Linked DNA regions of Mus musculus: regions 1, 2, 3 and 5 are each linked to region 4. The links are chromatin contacts, called in public promoter capture Hi-C maps. All regions are on one chromosome and are shown on one strand. Each heading gives the region's core, a stretch centred on a gene start, on an enhancer-like site or on the middle of the called end of the contact. The rest is flanking DNA. Distances are from core to core; before and after follow the strand shown.

Region 1 (2,700 bases), core at 102-2,601, 820 kb after region 4:
CTGTTCCCTCCTACCTACATCCCAACTGCTGAAATTCCAGGTGGGTGTCCTGGCCACCTCCTTTCCTTTTTGGAGGGTTGGTTGCAACACATTACTTTTTGTTTCATACATGTCTGAACAATCTTGCTGCGGAACCTAAAGTCCTGCCACCTCACCTCTCAGCCCCCACTCCTCCATCAATAGAAGAAATAAACACAGGCCTAGCCTACAAGACCTTGCTCACATCAGGTTCTCAATAAACAGTAAGGTCTACGTTCTGTTTTTCCTTGTCTCTCTCTCCCTCCTAACCCTGTCTTTGATTCACCCTTTCCCTTGCTTCACCTGTAAATGTTCTCTCTGATCGAGGTCACACCTACCCCCAAAGCTGGCCAAGCGACTGATGCGGGAGGCAGGCACCTTGCGTTCACGAGAGCGATCACTCAGCTGAGAAAGAGGAGAGGTGTGAGGTAGGGAAGGTGGACAAGATGGCAGAAAAGCCCTGCAGACTTGCTGCCACTTTCCTCAGACTATCATGGGGGAGGGGGAAGAGGAAGCAATGATACCTGGGGCCGGGGTGCCTTCCTGAGCCGGGCCTCCCGTGCCCTGCGAATGTCATCTTCACTGAGGCCTCTTCCAGGCTGGTCTTGATGAACACTTTGGGCCAAGCAACTCCTACATGGCCCCTGCAGAGAAGTGGATTTTAAAAGAATGAAGGTCTAATCCTTTTTAGACCCATCTACATCATTTTACCTACTCCCCACCCCCCTTCCCTCAACCTCTTTTCCTTGGAGGCCCCCTCCTCAGCCTCTTACCCACCAGTGGGGCCTAGGTCCTAGGGCCCCCCCACAGGGCAGACGAACAGCCCTGCCCAGCGGTCCACAGGTCCTGCGCAGCATGGCACCTAGCTCCAGCCACATTGCCTAAGAAATAATAAGGATTACAGTACTGGGCCTCCTGCTTTGCGCTCTTGTTGGAAAAGCCCCCCTAACCCCCATATCTTTTCCCCTTTTATTTCCAGGTTTCTTCTAGTTACCCCCCCCCCCCCAGCCCGCCCACGTTGCTAAGAACTCAAGTTTTCCATAAGCGCCTCCCCAATCCCCACAAAACTCCTCGCTGTTGCTAAGGTTCTCTCCCGTTGCTAGACGTCCACAGAGCCGCCAGGACAACTCTCTACTTCTCAGCGCCCCTTTCGTTGCTAGGCATCGCCTTACCCTGGGCTGTTAAGCATTCACAATTCCTGTGCTGCCCCCTGCCTAGACACCCCGTTACGACCCCGTTACGGGGCACCTCCCCCGTTGCTAAGCACCCAGTCCACCAGGTTTAGGCTCCAGGTCTAGCACCCGCTGGGCCTCTTAAGCTTCCGGGAACGTCCGCACACCCGCCCCCTTTGATCAGCTAGCCAATGGTAGCACAGCAGCTCGCCGACGTTTGCAAAAACTCACCCCGCTGAGGAGGCGTGGCAAGGGGTGGAACCTAGGCTAAGGCTCTGTGGGTCTTCTGTGTTAGTCGGTGCGCACGTGAGCTCATTGTACTGACCAATGGTCCTTCTTGACAGAATTCTTCTACCCTCCTTTGTCCCTCTCTGTCCCTCTTTGTCTCTGTCTCTCTGTCTCTCTCTCTGTCTCTCTCTTCTTGCGTCCACTTCCCACCTGCTGAAATTGCAGGTCTGAACCATTATATCCACTTACATTTCCGCCTGCCAAGCTCAAAATCTATCCTATGTATTTGGACATCCTCCCCCAACCCCTGCCACCACGGATGCACGAATCCAGGGCCTTGTGCATTCCAGGGACGATTCTTGACCACTGAGCCACAACCCTAGAAATCTTTTTTTTTTTAAGATTTATTTATTTATTATATGTAAGTACAGTGTAGCTGTCTTCAGACACCCCAGAAAAGGGCATCAGATCCCATTACAGATGGTTGCGAGCCACCATGTGGATGCTGGGAATTGAACTCAGGACCTCTGGAAGAGCAGTCAGTGCTCTTACCCGCTGAGCCATCTCGCCAGCCCCAACCCCAGAAATCTTTAAACACATATTCTTCCAAGCAAACATTTCCCTTGCACATGGAGCCTCTCCACTTTGTACCAACACCCACGTCCTGGCACCCAGCCTCCTTCCTGGCACATATAAATCCACTGCCTTGCTTAGGAACTCTTCTCTGCCTTCACCATGACTCCCCTTGGCGGCATACTGTGCCGGTGTTCCCTCCTGCAGTCTACTCTCCACTCTGCCTACTTAGGAGATGGCCCTCAGTGGGAACCCTGCTTCCTTAAGGCCTGACATTTCCCAGAACACACTCAGTCAAGATTCCCAGCGCTGAGTCAGGAGCCTTGGCATGAGAGAAAATTGACTCACTCCTCTTGCTGTCTGGAATAGAAACAGCTGGTGGCTGGGACATCTTTCCCACAATTGAAGAGATGTGTTCCTCACGGCACCCTACTGTCGCTGTCTAGCCCCACCCCCTTTGTTGGGAAAGTCTGTCCCTTTACTGTGTGACCTCAGAAGAGCCCTCCTCCTTCTCTGGACCTCATGTTCTCTAACTTGTATGATGTCTGAGGTGGGTTCCCGTATCTGACTTCTTATTAGCCTATGAAGAGATGACTCATCCTGAAACCTTGGGCCTGTGCCCAATGTCCCTCCAATGGGTGACTCAATTTCAAGATTGAAAGCACCTCCAGTCCTCTTCCAAAGGTGAGGGTCTGACTCAGGAGCTGCA
Region 2 (2,700 bases), core at 183-2,682, 690 kb before region 4:
TTATTAAGCATGTACGTGACTTTCTTGTGTTTGCGCTTAAATGAGGGGTCAGAAGACAATTCTCTCAAGAATTGGTTTTCTCCTACCACCAGGAAATTGAACTCCGGTTATCAGGTTTGGCAGGAAGTGCCCTATTTGGCTTAGCCACCAGTGCTTACTGGTGAAAAACTAAACATGACAAAAACTTGAAATATGGCTAAAGTGATTGACAATGACTGGTGGTGTGAGAGTCTGTAGTGACCTGAATGAGAAATGTCCCCCATATCCTGACATTTGAACATGGTCAAATGATCAGTGGCTGGTGATGTTTGGGGAGGCTTAGGAGGCGTGGCCTTGCTGGAGGAAATATGTTCCTGGAGGTGGGCTTTGAGAGCTTAAAGCCTCGTCCTGCATCTAGTTTGAGGTCTGTGCTTCATGATTGTGGTTAAAGATGTGTGCTGTCAGCTTACTGCTCTGTGACCTGCTGCTATTCTGCCATTCCCTACCAAGCCCAAAATAAATCCTTCTGTAAGTTGCTTTGTTCATGGTGTTTTATCAAGGCAACAGAGTTGGGAAGATTCATCTATTACATTCGGAATTCACTACCGGCATGGAGACCCCCAATTTTAGTTCCCTATAAGGTAGAATTATGGCGCATAGTCTTAACCTCTGGATCATAAATACATGAACAGATATACCTTAAATATCTGTTTAGCAGGTATTTATCCATTCAACTCCATCAGGATGTTTATAGCAGGATGCAAAGCTCTGTCTCCAAAATTCCCTCTGATTCACACCTCCCTCCTCATTTTTCTTTGTGGCCTAAGGGTGAGCCCGGCACGAAGTTTGAGTACAGAAGACAATGGTATTTAGGTTCTGGGAGTACAGTAGATACCAACTGTCGAATTATGAAATGCATGCAAAAGGGCATGTAGGTCACAGAAGGCATCCACGACGTTCAATAGGGCCTCAGTTCTCCCTAGATCATTGGCACCTAAGTGGGTGTCATGCACAAGACATTGCCTAACTTGGGAAGGAACCCAAATTCCTGTTGAGTAGTTTTTCCCACAACTGGAATGCATCTGGTAAACCCAGTTCTGTAAAGCATCCTGCTCCCTCAGGGCGCAAGCGCACTCACAATCGCAGGCAGGTCGGCCGGCCGCAGCTCCCCCTTGCGGAGCTCCAGGGAGCGCGCGGCTTTTTCTGGGCATGCGCACACCGACTCCATGTCCAAGTAGGGAAGCTCGCTGTAGCCCTCTCGTGCGTGTTCGTACAGGAGGTTCCGGACTCGTTTCTCCGTAGCGAAACTCCTCCTTGGGTTCTGGCTGCACACGCAGCGTCCTCGGGACCGGAGCCCCTGGCGAGCCAGGAAAGGCCACCAAAGCCGCGCCATGGACGCAGCCATCTTGGAGTGGAAACAAGAAGTCACTCATCATGGACGAGCCAATCAGACGCGCAAGGAGATTTCCCGCCCAGGCTTCAGAATCCCTTCCAATGAGGAAAATGGAACTCAGCTAGAATCTGTTATTGTCCAATCGTCATCCTTGTCCCGTCCCTTCAGTGACGCAGGAAAGATCTAGCCAATCACTAAGGAGGAACCCCGGAAGGGGCTGGAGGTAGGGGTTGGCGTGTGTGCGACCCCGCTAGGTTGGTGAGGTGGGTGCAGTTATCTGTGATCCAGATCTCTCCTCTCTCCTCAGTTTCCCCTTCCAGTATCCGGGCAAGGGCGGTTGGGTCCTTGGGGGCCTACTCAGAAGGAGACTGAATTTGCGAGGGGACTTTCTGTTTTAGAGGAGATTCTAGAAGGCTCTGAGAGTGGGTTTCTGGTCCCAACCTCCTTTCTGAATGTCTTCTCTCCTAATACAGGGACGCTGCAGGCGGCGAGATGTCCTGGCCCGGCCTTCTTTATGGCCTCACCACGTCCCTCAGTCGTGGTAAGTGAGCATGGGCCACAGGGACGAGGACAGCTCCCTGGCATTTGCGTGTTTTTGCCAGATTTCGGATGGTATCATCTTTAAGCACGGTGCCTTTTCTATTTTGGAGACAGGGTTTCACTGTAGTCCAGGTCAACTTCCAAATCACTTTGTAGACAGGATGGCCTTGACCTCCTGACTACCGCTTCAATCTCCCAAGTTCTGGAGTTACAGGCGTTTTCTACCACGCTCCCGGCTCAGGGGGCAGGAGGTGGGAAGGTCCTGTGTTCTTAGAGTTTAAGTCAGTCTTAGTCATGGCTCCCCTGCATCGATAGCGGTGAATCCCTGAGATTGCATTGCCTGGTGATATTCTGTCTTAGTTTGTGTAAGTGCACTCTCGATGTCCGTGTAACAATCATACCAACAAATGCTCCTTTCTTGGCATGTCTCCCTGCTTAGGTGTCTCTCAGTAGTGTTTATTCCTTCAGTGTTTATTGATCACCCCCTACAGGTGAGAAGGCCAAGCTAAGAAGTTTAGTGGTGGCGCACACCTTTAATCCCAGCACTCGGGAGGCAGGCAGATTTCTGAGTTCGAGGCCAGGCTGGTCTACAAAGTGAGTTCCAGGACAGCCAGGGCTACACAGAGAAACCCTGTCTCAAAAAACCAAAAAAAAAAAAAAAAAAAGAAGAAGAAGAAGTTTAGTTATTCATTCACGTGCTATTTTTCTAATTCTAAGACGGGCCACCCATTGGAGGACAACTTTTATGTTCCTAGACATTGCCCAGACATCAGGTTTGTACACAGTGT
Region 3 (2,700 bases), core at 163-2,662, 550 kb before region 4:
GCGGTGTGCCTGGCAGTGTGCAGGTGAAGCACACAGGCAAGCATCATTTAAGTGAATCTTTGGAGGGTGGAATTACCTTTTAGTCAGCCACCCCTTTTATAAATATGTACTGAGCATTTACATACCAATAATATCAAGGCTCTGGCTACGAGCAAAAAGCATAGTTCAAGGTCAGCCTGGGCTACGTCCTGAGACCCTGTCTCACGAAACCAAAACCAGCCAGCCAAACACAAAACCACAGGCGGCAAAGGAAAGGAAGCTTTGCCAGAAGCTGGCAAAGGATTTAATAGCACAAGGTAGGACATTTTGCCCCTTAGAGAACATAATGTTTGAGGAAAAACCCAAAGGAACCCTGGGAGTCAGGAGGATGCTTAAAGAAGAGAATCTTCCAGACAGAAGAAAAAGCCCGTGAAAAGAACCAGAGAAAGCCTGTTTGGGAAAACCTGTAGCCTCAGTCTCCCAAGGGGCTCAGCTGGGGAAAGCATTTGCCTAGAATTCTCTAGGGCCGGGGACTTCCCTAGTACTACTGCTTGCCTGTCCTGTATAAAAGCCCTAAGTTCAGTGTCTGATACCCAAATAAACAAATAAAACCCTCAAAATCCTTGATGAGAAAGCATTTTTAAATTTTTCAGTAAGACCTAATGAACCCATAGGTGGAAGGGTGTATTAGTTTATGGGCTTTGTTTCCGCTGTGTTTTCCATTTTGATTAATTTAAAAACACTTAATTACACTTATCCCTCTATTTTATGTCTATGGCTCTCTTGTGGAGGCTACAGATCAACTCCTGGGAATCAGTTCTACCGTGTGGGTCCAGGAGATCAAACTTCAGGCTCGGCAACAAGCGCCTTCTATCCACTGATGCATCTCACACACTCGTGATTGACTGACTTAAAAAAAAAAAAACTTATTTAAAAGATTAAGATCAAATAGTGTCAGATTTCCAGATTCGGACAGAGCTTCATTCAAAACTTGCTTTCAGTAGTCATAAACCAACTAGCATCCTATTAGCTTGTTTACCTGTAAAATGGGTGTTACAACAACAGGGTTGTGTTAACAGTTTACAGCAGAACTAGTCGCGTGCTAACAAAGGCATAATAAGTGCTTAAGAACTGTTTCTGGCCTTTATGTTCTCGTATTCCACTTTACTTTTTTGGGAGCCCGTGGGACTCTGCCACGCGAAAGTCGTTATTTCCCCTTTAAGAGGCGGAGTGGGCGGGGAGTCAACGATCCCGCACCTTTTCAAAACTTCCCAATCTCTGCTCTTCATTCTCCACCTAGCGGTCTCCGATTGGGCCACTCGCACCAATCAGTGGTTTTAGGGAACCCTGCCCGGCTCGCTGCCCCGCCTCCGAGTAGGCCCCGCCCATCACCCGGTCAGCTCCGTTGCCATGGGGACTAGTGGGCGGCGAGGAGTAGGGGAGGCCCCGGATGTTCATTGGGGATTCAACATGGCGGCGGCAGTAGCCGCGGCGGCGGCGGCGCGAGACCGCTGAGGGCGGTACGCGGGCACAGAGTTCTGGGCCAGGCAGCTAGGCCGCGAGCGACCGCGGCGCCAAGCCGGTAGGTTAGGGGGTTACCGTGCAAGGGGTTTGTGGCTGGGGGCGGGTGGGTCTGGGCACGCGCCGTGGGAGAGCGGTTATTCGGAAGGGGGCGGGGCCGGTCGGGTCAAAGTTCACTCTTGGAGGGGAGGGTCGCGTGGAAAAGGGTCGCGGGCCCAAAAATGAGGGAAAGGGGAGGGGACTGTCGCGACCAGTGGTTAGACCGGTGGAGGGGGCGTGGCCGGGTTTGAAATTTGTGCAAAGTTTGGAATACTAAGTGGGGGCGCATAGGAGGGGCTCGGAACGGGTCTCATAAAAGGGGGCGCTCAGAGTAACTTAAGAAGAGGGTGTGTCTGTCAGGGCTGGAGGTCACAACCTAGAGAAGTGGGCGGCTGCCCGGTCAAAGATTTAAAAGCCTCAACCGGAGGAGGAGGAGGAGGTGCTTGAGTTTTAGGTTTTGGGGGGGTGTCTGAGACAGCCCTTAGGTAGAAGGTACGAAGATAAAAATCTGACGGGTGAAGATGTTCTGGGAGGGCCAGAAACTAAAAACTCAAGTGGGGCACGTGCGGTGAGGAGGGGGACCAGGGACATCTAACAGAGCCTTCGAAAGTGTGTCCTGGTGTGTGTGGTGGGAGGAGAAGGGGAGCCCCTTCCCACTGATAATGAAGGCCACACACTGATAAAACACTGATGATAGGCTGGGCTTCCCTCTCCGCGTTAAAGCTCTGTGTATGTACTCATTTAGCGCGCAGTACAGCATCACTGGAGCCAAAGCTGTTATTAAGAAGCTAAGTGATTTGCCCCAGGTCAGCTAATGAAGTAAGGTGAGCAGCTGGGATTCCAGCTCCGGAGCTCTGTCCCAGAGTGCTTCTGTCTCCTGCTGCCTTTCACAAAATCTTGGTGCTGGTAAATGTTTAACGAGAGAGCGCGAGCGAGAGAGCGCGAGCGAGAGAGCGCGAGCGAGCGAGCGCACCGTGTATGCCTGGTCTTGTTTCATCCCTTATCTTGTGAGATGGGTGAGTTGGGTGTTAGAGAACACCCCTGTTTTCCAGGTAGAAAAAGTAATGCCAAGAAAGCTTTGTTAAGAGAAAGGAGCTTTGGTCTGCTACCTGCCACAGGGTCCACTTCCCAGGAGGTCTGTTCCTGGAAGCCACTCCCTGG
Region 4 (2,700 bases), core at 3-2,502:
AATGATTTGTGCCTGCTACCTATCTGTGCCCCAATAAAAAGTTTACTTAACAAAAACTATAGCTGTTATGAAGTGTGGTAGTGTATATCCCTGGTACAAGGAATACAGATCTAGGTTCTAACCCTGCTTTACCAGTTGCTCAAGTGACTTCAGTGCTTGGCACCAGCTTCCTTCTTTGTAGAAGAGAATATAATACATACTAAGGATTTTAGCTGGGCTTGCTTAGCATATCAAAGTTCCTGAGCCATAACAACAATCAAAACTCAACAGGAGGCTGAAAAGATGGCGCACACAGTCTGTAACTCCAGTGCCACAGATTCCTATGCCCTTTTCTGGCTTCTGCATGTACTGAATCCAGGTGCACAAATTCGCACTCCGATATACACATGTACACGTAACTAAATATAAAATCCTTTCAAAACGTTTAATTATGTGTAAGTGTGTTTCTGCTAGCGGGGACGTGTGCTTGAGTGCAGGTGCCTGCAGAAACCGAAGGAGTTGCCTACAGATGCTAGTGAGCTGCCCCACCTGGGTGCTGGGAACCGAACTCGGGTCCTGTAGAAGAGCCACAAGTGTTCTTCAGCACTGGGCCATCTTGACAGCCCCTAAAAATAATGTGAAGAGGACAGAGAAGAAAAGATTCGACAGGACTCCGCAAAGATCTGCATTCGCAGCTGCCTCGGTTTCTCCAGCTTTGGTACGATCTGATTGGCTCCTCGCCGTTCTGTGACCTCTGCTTCTCTCTTCAGGTGGCGGCCAGAGAAGGTCAAGAGATTCTTCTGTGGAACTAAAGGCTTCTTTAGTGCCTCTCGTTTCTTATACTTAGTTATGTCTGCGAATTCCTTCTAACAAAGCTCTGGAGTTTTTAACAAGTTAGGACAGGACTTGATTAATCTTCATATTCTCAGTTCGGGGCTGGCTTTGTAAAGACAAGAAAGTAAAAAAGTGGATAATATTAAAATCAATCAATCAATCCTCTGGAGACTTTTCTTCAAGAGCAACTCGGCCGCGCCATCTACTGGAGAAACCTTCACAACGCGCGACGGGCCGCGAAGCAGGATGGCGCCAGAACAAGAGTTACTGCGCACGCGCAACATCCTTGCGGGTCCGCGCGCGCGCGCCTGGAGCGCAGAGCGCAGGAACCCATCTTGGGGGCGGAGCCCAGGGCTAAGAGTTTCCCGCCCTTCCTGTTATCCGGCCCGTCAGGTCAACCCGCAGCGGTACCTTAAAAACTACGTTTCCCAAGATGCTCTATGTGAAGGACTTCCGTTGGCGTCAGCGGAAGCCGTGACTGGCCGGGCTGCACTGAGGCCGGCTTGGTCACTATGGAGGAGATAGGCATTTTGGTGGAAAAGATTCAGGTGCAGTGGGGATCTGGGTTTCTTAGCGGGAGCTGGACATGAGTGGGGTGCTGAGGGGTTCTCAGGATCCCAGCTCTGGGCTGGGTGGTTTCAGAGGCCTCGGTGTCGAGCTTTGGGTGGTCCCGGGGCCTGGCGGGGTAGTCATGTTGTCAGGAGGGCGGCAAAGCTCAGAAAAGCAGAGCGGGAGGAAAGTGGCGTTGAACTTAAAGACTTTTCAGACAGAACGGTTGCGAGGCCTGGAGAGCTGTGCTTACTAGCTTTTCGGTTTGGGGTCTGGACCAGGTGGAGGATGATGTATGGGGGCCCCGTGGCCTAGGTATGTTCGTGGCCAAGGGACCAGTGGACTCACTGTGCTTGGGACGTGAACGGTGAGGCGTTAAGTATTGGTTGTGGTTTGGCTGAGTGACCTTTGGCTTTAACGTGAGTTGGGAATCTGACATGAAAGCTTTTGGGGGGGGGAGGGGAAGAACTGGGTAATGAGACTCTGAATGTGACTCTGACTTTAAAATCCATGGGACTTTTAGAACCTCTTGAGGGGACTGGGATGCTAAGGTTCGGTATGGAGCTGCTGCAAAACTTTCATGATGAGTTTTGTTTAAGGGGCCTACTATTAGCAATCTACATAGGGGACTGAGCAGCTCCTGTATCTATTGAGAGATAGTGAATGATGTCAGGTACTGGAGACATAGGTGACTTGGTGGCGAAATAGGAAGAACGCTTTCGCTGATTTCACGAGATGATTCTCTGCTTCCAACACCAAGTTGTCTTTACCGTCTACAGGATGAGATTCCAGCACTGTCCGTGTCTCGGCCGCAGACCGGCCTGTCCTTTCTGGGACCCGAACCTGAAGACCTGGAGGACCTGTACAGCCGCTACAAGGTGTGTTCAACCCTAAGCTGGCTCCTGCATACCTCCCATCCCCCATCACATACGCCCCCCCCCCCACCTCCCACTGTGGTACGGCAAGGCTGCAGCCAACCCTTTGCCCTCCCTGTGCGTGCAGAAGCTGCAGCAGGAGCTGGAGTTCCTGGAAGTGCAGGAGGAGTATATCAAGGACGAGCAGAAGAACCTGAAGAAGGAATTCCTCCACGCCCAGGAGGAGGTGAAGCGGATCCAGAGCATCCCCTTGGTCATCGGTCAGTTCTTGGAAGCTGTGGATCAGAACACAGCCATCGTGGGCTCCACCACAGGTGAGTGGTGAGGCAGGCTGGGAGCAAGGCAGGGTGATAGAATGGCCAGAGTACTGACCGATCCAGAAGTGGATACATACTTTATTTTCTGAATGTCTCTTTCTGCCTCTCAATTCACGTGTGTGCGTGTAGTTTCACCATCCAAGTGT
Region 5 (2,700 bases), core at 155-2,654, 640 kb before region 4:
ACGCAGAAATACAAGGAGAGAACTGTGGATACAAAGTTGGCCGCTGAGCACCTACCACCTGTACGCGAGACTTGAGCCTTTTAACAACACACCAAAATAATTTTAAAAAATTAAAAGTTTATGTCTGCAGACTATGTATATATGCCCTCTCTCCAGAGGCCAGAAGAAAGGGTGGTCTCCCTGAGACTTGAGTTACAGATGGTTGTGAGTCTCCACTTGAGTGTTTGGAACTGAGCTTAGGTCCTTTGGAGGAGCAGCTCTTAGCCGCTGAGCTATCTTTCCAACCCGCAAAAACAAAAAGCAAAACAACAACAAAAACAAAATATACTAACAAAATTTAAAAATTTGTAACTGCTCTTCTAGAGGACCTGGGGTCAGTTCCCAGCTCCCAAGCCATGAGGCTTAGTCTCCTGAAACTCCAGGCGCAGGGACGAAAATAAATTGTTAAAATGTAAAAGCCAATGAAACAAAAGATATTTATGTGTTGATTTTAATTGCTCTTGGTGCCTCTCTGTGCATCCTGTCTCTCAGATAGAAGATATGCTGTTTGGTCCCCTCTACCGCTCTCTTATGTAGGTCAGGTGATTCCAGCTACTCTAACTGGGTCAAGTGTGACCCCACTTCTAGCCCCTCCCTCTGCTACATCTGTAGACCTGCCTCTTGGTTTAACTCTAGGCCCCGCCCATTTCATACCTTGTGACTCCGCCCTATCCTCTCACTGGTTTCCTTCTGGTCTCACAGCCTACAAATATCCCGTGACCCCGCCCTTAATACCTTCCGGGGGATTCCTTCTTGGCTCTGTCCATTAGCATTCTTGGGGCCCCGCCCTTTGTGCTACAGTTCTCTCTTGGTCCCGCCCCTAGGCTTCCTCTAGGCCCCGCCTTCTCAGCGCCTCACCTTGGCCACAGGGGTTGCTGATGAGGTTGCGTCCTAGCGGTCTCAGTGCGCAGAATTGGCCCAGCGGGCAGGGCGTGTCTTCGTGGGCAGGGGGCAGACAGCGGCGGGCTAGTGTCAGCAGGGCGCGGCCCGCTGCGCTGTGGTCACGGGCCAGCAGCAGCAACCATAGGGCCTGGCCATCTACCAGGGCGCGCCAGGCGCGGCACACTCGGCGGCAGTGCATCAGCAGCGTGCGCGGGGGCACGTGGCTCAGTACCAGCAGGAGCAGCTCCGGGGGCAGACGGCTCAGGTCCAGGACCTCCTGGGGGTCGGGCTCCGGCGTCGGGACCCGGGTCCTGGATATCCAGGCACCCATGGTCCCCGCGCCCCGCTTGGCTGGGACTGCAGGAGAAGAGGGGTTAGATGTTAGTGATTAGCAGCCTCTGCTGCCAGGCTTTGCAGCCGTCCACCCCGAGACTAACATCCCCGAAGCCATCCACTGTCTCCCACGTCCCTTACCGCCTCTCTGTCCCCAAAGCCTACCCTCCTCCCAGCCCGCTGGTGCTCACCGGCACCCCTGCCAGCTCCCCTTCGCGGCCTGGAGGACCGCATAGCTATAGCTTTGCCTAATACTATCCTTCCCAGGCGAAACCTCTCTGAGATTCGCCGAATGTCCAGCCCTGTGGATCCAGACCCCACCTCCTTCCGGCTTAGGACTGGTGGACAGTTTAGGAATCCACCTGAGGACACAGATTAGGCCAGGGCTCTGGCACAGTCCTAGCGGTTCAGCAACCAATCCAACACTTGGAGTGACCCTAAATCCGCAGTGGACGCCTGGCATCTGGTAACAACTATTATTTCGGGTAGGCATCCAAGTGGAAGGCTCCACCCCTAAACGCCTTGTGCAGTCCGTGACCTTAATCCCAGACAATCATCCAGTCATCCGCGATTTACAAGAAAAAGCAGGCTCTAGAGGACAACAATGACCCCGCTAATCGAAAGCATCAGCTGAAGCTTACAGTTTCGAACTTCGGCAACTTAGCACATTTTAAAAAGAGATTTATCTTATGTATGTGAGTACACTGTAGCTGTACAGATGGTTGTGAGCCTTTATGTGGTTGTCCGGAACTGAACTTTTAGAACTTCTGCTTGCCCCGGTCAGCCTTGCTTGCTCTGGTAGGTTCTGCTCGATCTGATCGACCTGCTGAGTCTCTGCTTGCTCCAACCCAAAGATTTATTATTATACATAAGTATACTGTAGCTGTCTTCAGACACACCATAAGAGGGCATCGGATCTCATTCTGGATGGTTGTGAGCCACCATGTGGTTGCTGGGATTTGAACTCAGGACCTTTGAAATGAGCCATCTCGTCAGCTCCCCGAACATCTTAACACAGAAAAGGAACCGAGGCTCTTAGAGGCCGTGACCTTCCTAAGTGACTAGTAGTGTTAGTGAGTGGGTCTAGCTCCAGATTTTTTTTTTTTTTTTTTTGACAGGGTCTCACTTTGTAGGGCTGGCTAGCCTGGAACTCACTGTGTACGCAAACTGAGAGACCTGCCTGCCTCTGCCTCCTGAGTGCTGGGACTAAAGACATGTATTACTATGACCAGCTCTGTCGGGCAGTGGTGGCGCATGCCTTTAATCCCAGCACTTGGGAGGCAGAGGCAGGTGGATTTATGAGTTTGAGGCCAACCCGGTCTCCAGAGTGAATTCCAGGACAGCCAGGGCTAAAAGAGAAACCCTGTCTCGAAAAAAAAAAAATAGTTTTATGTGTATGGAGGTTTGCCCGCATTTATGTCTCCACCATGTTTGTGCCTGGTATCT

What was found. Promoter capture Hi-C pulls out the DNA fragments that hold promoters and counts their contacts. Capture Hi-C pulls out chosen DNA fragments and counts their contacts.
Region 1: a contact with region 4 is called in a promoter capture Hi-C map of pre-B cells, with 4 times the contacts expected there. The contact joins the promoter of Coq8b here to the promoter of Psmc4 in region 4. A contact is called at or near these places in 2 of 39 promoter capture datasets (erythroid cells and pre-B cells).
Region 2: a contact with region 4 is called in a promoter capture Hi-C map of neural stem cells. The contact joins the promoter of Sars2 here to the promoter of Psmc4 in region 4. A contact is called at or near these places in 4 of 39 promoter capture datasets (erythroid cells, liver and neural stem cells).
Region 3: a contact with region 4 is called in a promoter capture Hi-C map of pre-B cells, with 3 times the contacts expected there. The contact joins the promoter of Pak4 here to the promoter of Psmc4 in region 4. A contact is called at or near these places in 4 of 39 promoter capture datasets (erythroid cells, neutrophils, pre-B cells and 1 more), 3 of 484 Hi-C or Micro-C datasets (CD4 T cells and embryonic stem cells) and 1 of 115 datasets of contacts at active chromatin or transcription factors (pancreatic cancer cells).
Region 5: a promoter capture Hi-C map of adipose tissue shows a contact between it and region 4. The contact joins the promoter of Fbxo27 here to the promoter of Psmc4 in region 4. A contact is called at or near these places in 1 of 39 promoter capture datasets (hematopoietic stem and progenitor cells) and 1 of 9 other capture datasets (adipose tissue).

Annotation. Positions count from the first base shown.
Region 1 is chr7:27,231,664-27,234,363 of GRCm38.p6, reverse strand. It overlaps Coq8b (coenzyme Q8B), which reads right to left and starts at 1,351. Exons shown (of 15, transcript NM_133770.2): 1 at 1,191-1,351; 2 at 792-899; 3 at 543-662; 4 at 357-423. The coding sequence starts at 896.
Region 2 is chr7:28,740,700-28,743,399 of GRCm38.p6, reverse strand. Sars2 (seryl-aminoacyl-tRNA synthetase 2) reads right to left here and starts at 1,432. Exons shown (of 16, transcript NM_023637.3): 1 at 1,118-1,432. The coding sequence starts at 1,384. Mrps12 (mitochondrial ribosomal protein S12) reads left to right here and starts at 1,579. Exons shown (of 3, transcript NM_011885.5): 1 at 1,579-1,635; 2 at 1,846-1,913. The coding sequence starts at 1,865.
Region 3 is chr7:28,596,896-28,599,595 of GRCm38.p6, reverse strand. It overlaps Pak4 (p21 (RAC1) activated kinase 4), which reads left to right and starts at 1,412. Exons shown (of 10, transcript NM_027470.3): 1 at 1,412-1,561.
Region 4 is chr7:28,048,644-28,051,343 of GRCm38.p6, reverse strand. It overlaps Psmc4 (proteasome (prosome, macropain) 26S subunit, ATPase, 4), which reads left to right and starts at 1,252. Exons shown (of 11, transcript NM_011874.2): 1 at 1,252-1,361; 2 at 2,142-2,240; 3 at 2,365-2,551. The coding sequence starts at 1,326.
Region 5 is chr7:28,691,848-28,694,547 of GRCm38.p6, reverse strand. It overlaps Fbxo27 (F-box protein 27), which reads right to left and starts at 1,404. Exons shown (of 5, transcript NM_001163702.1): 1 at 898-1,404. The coding sequence starts at 1,252.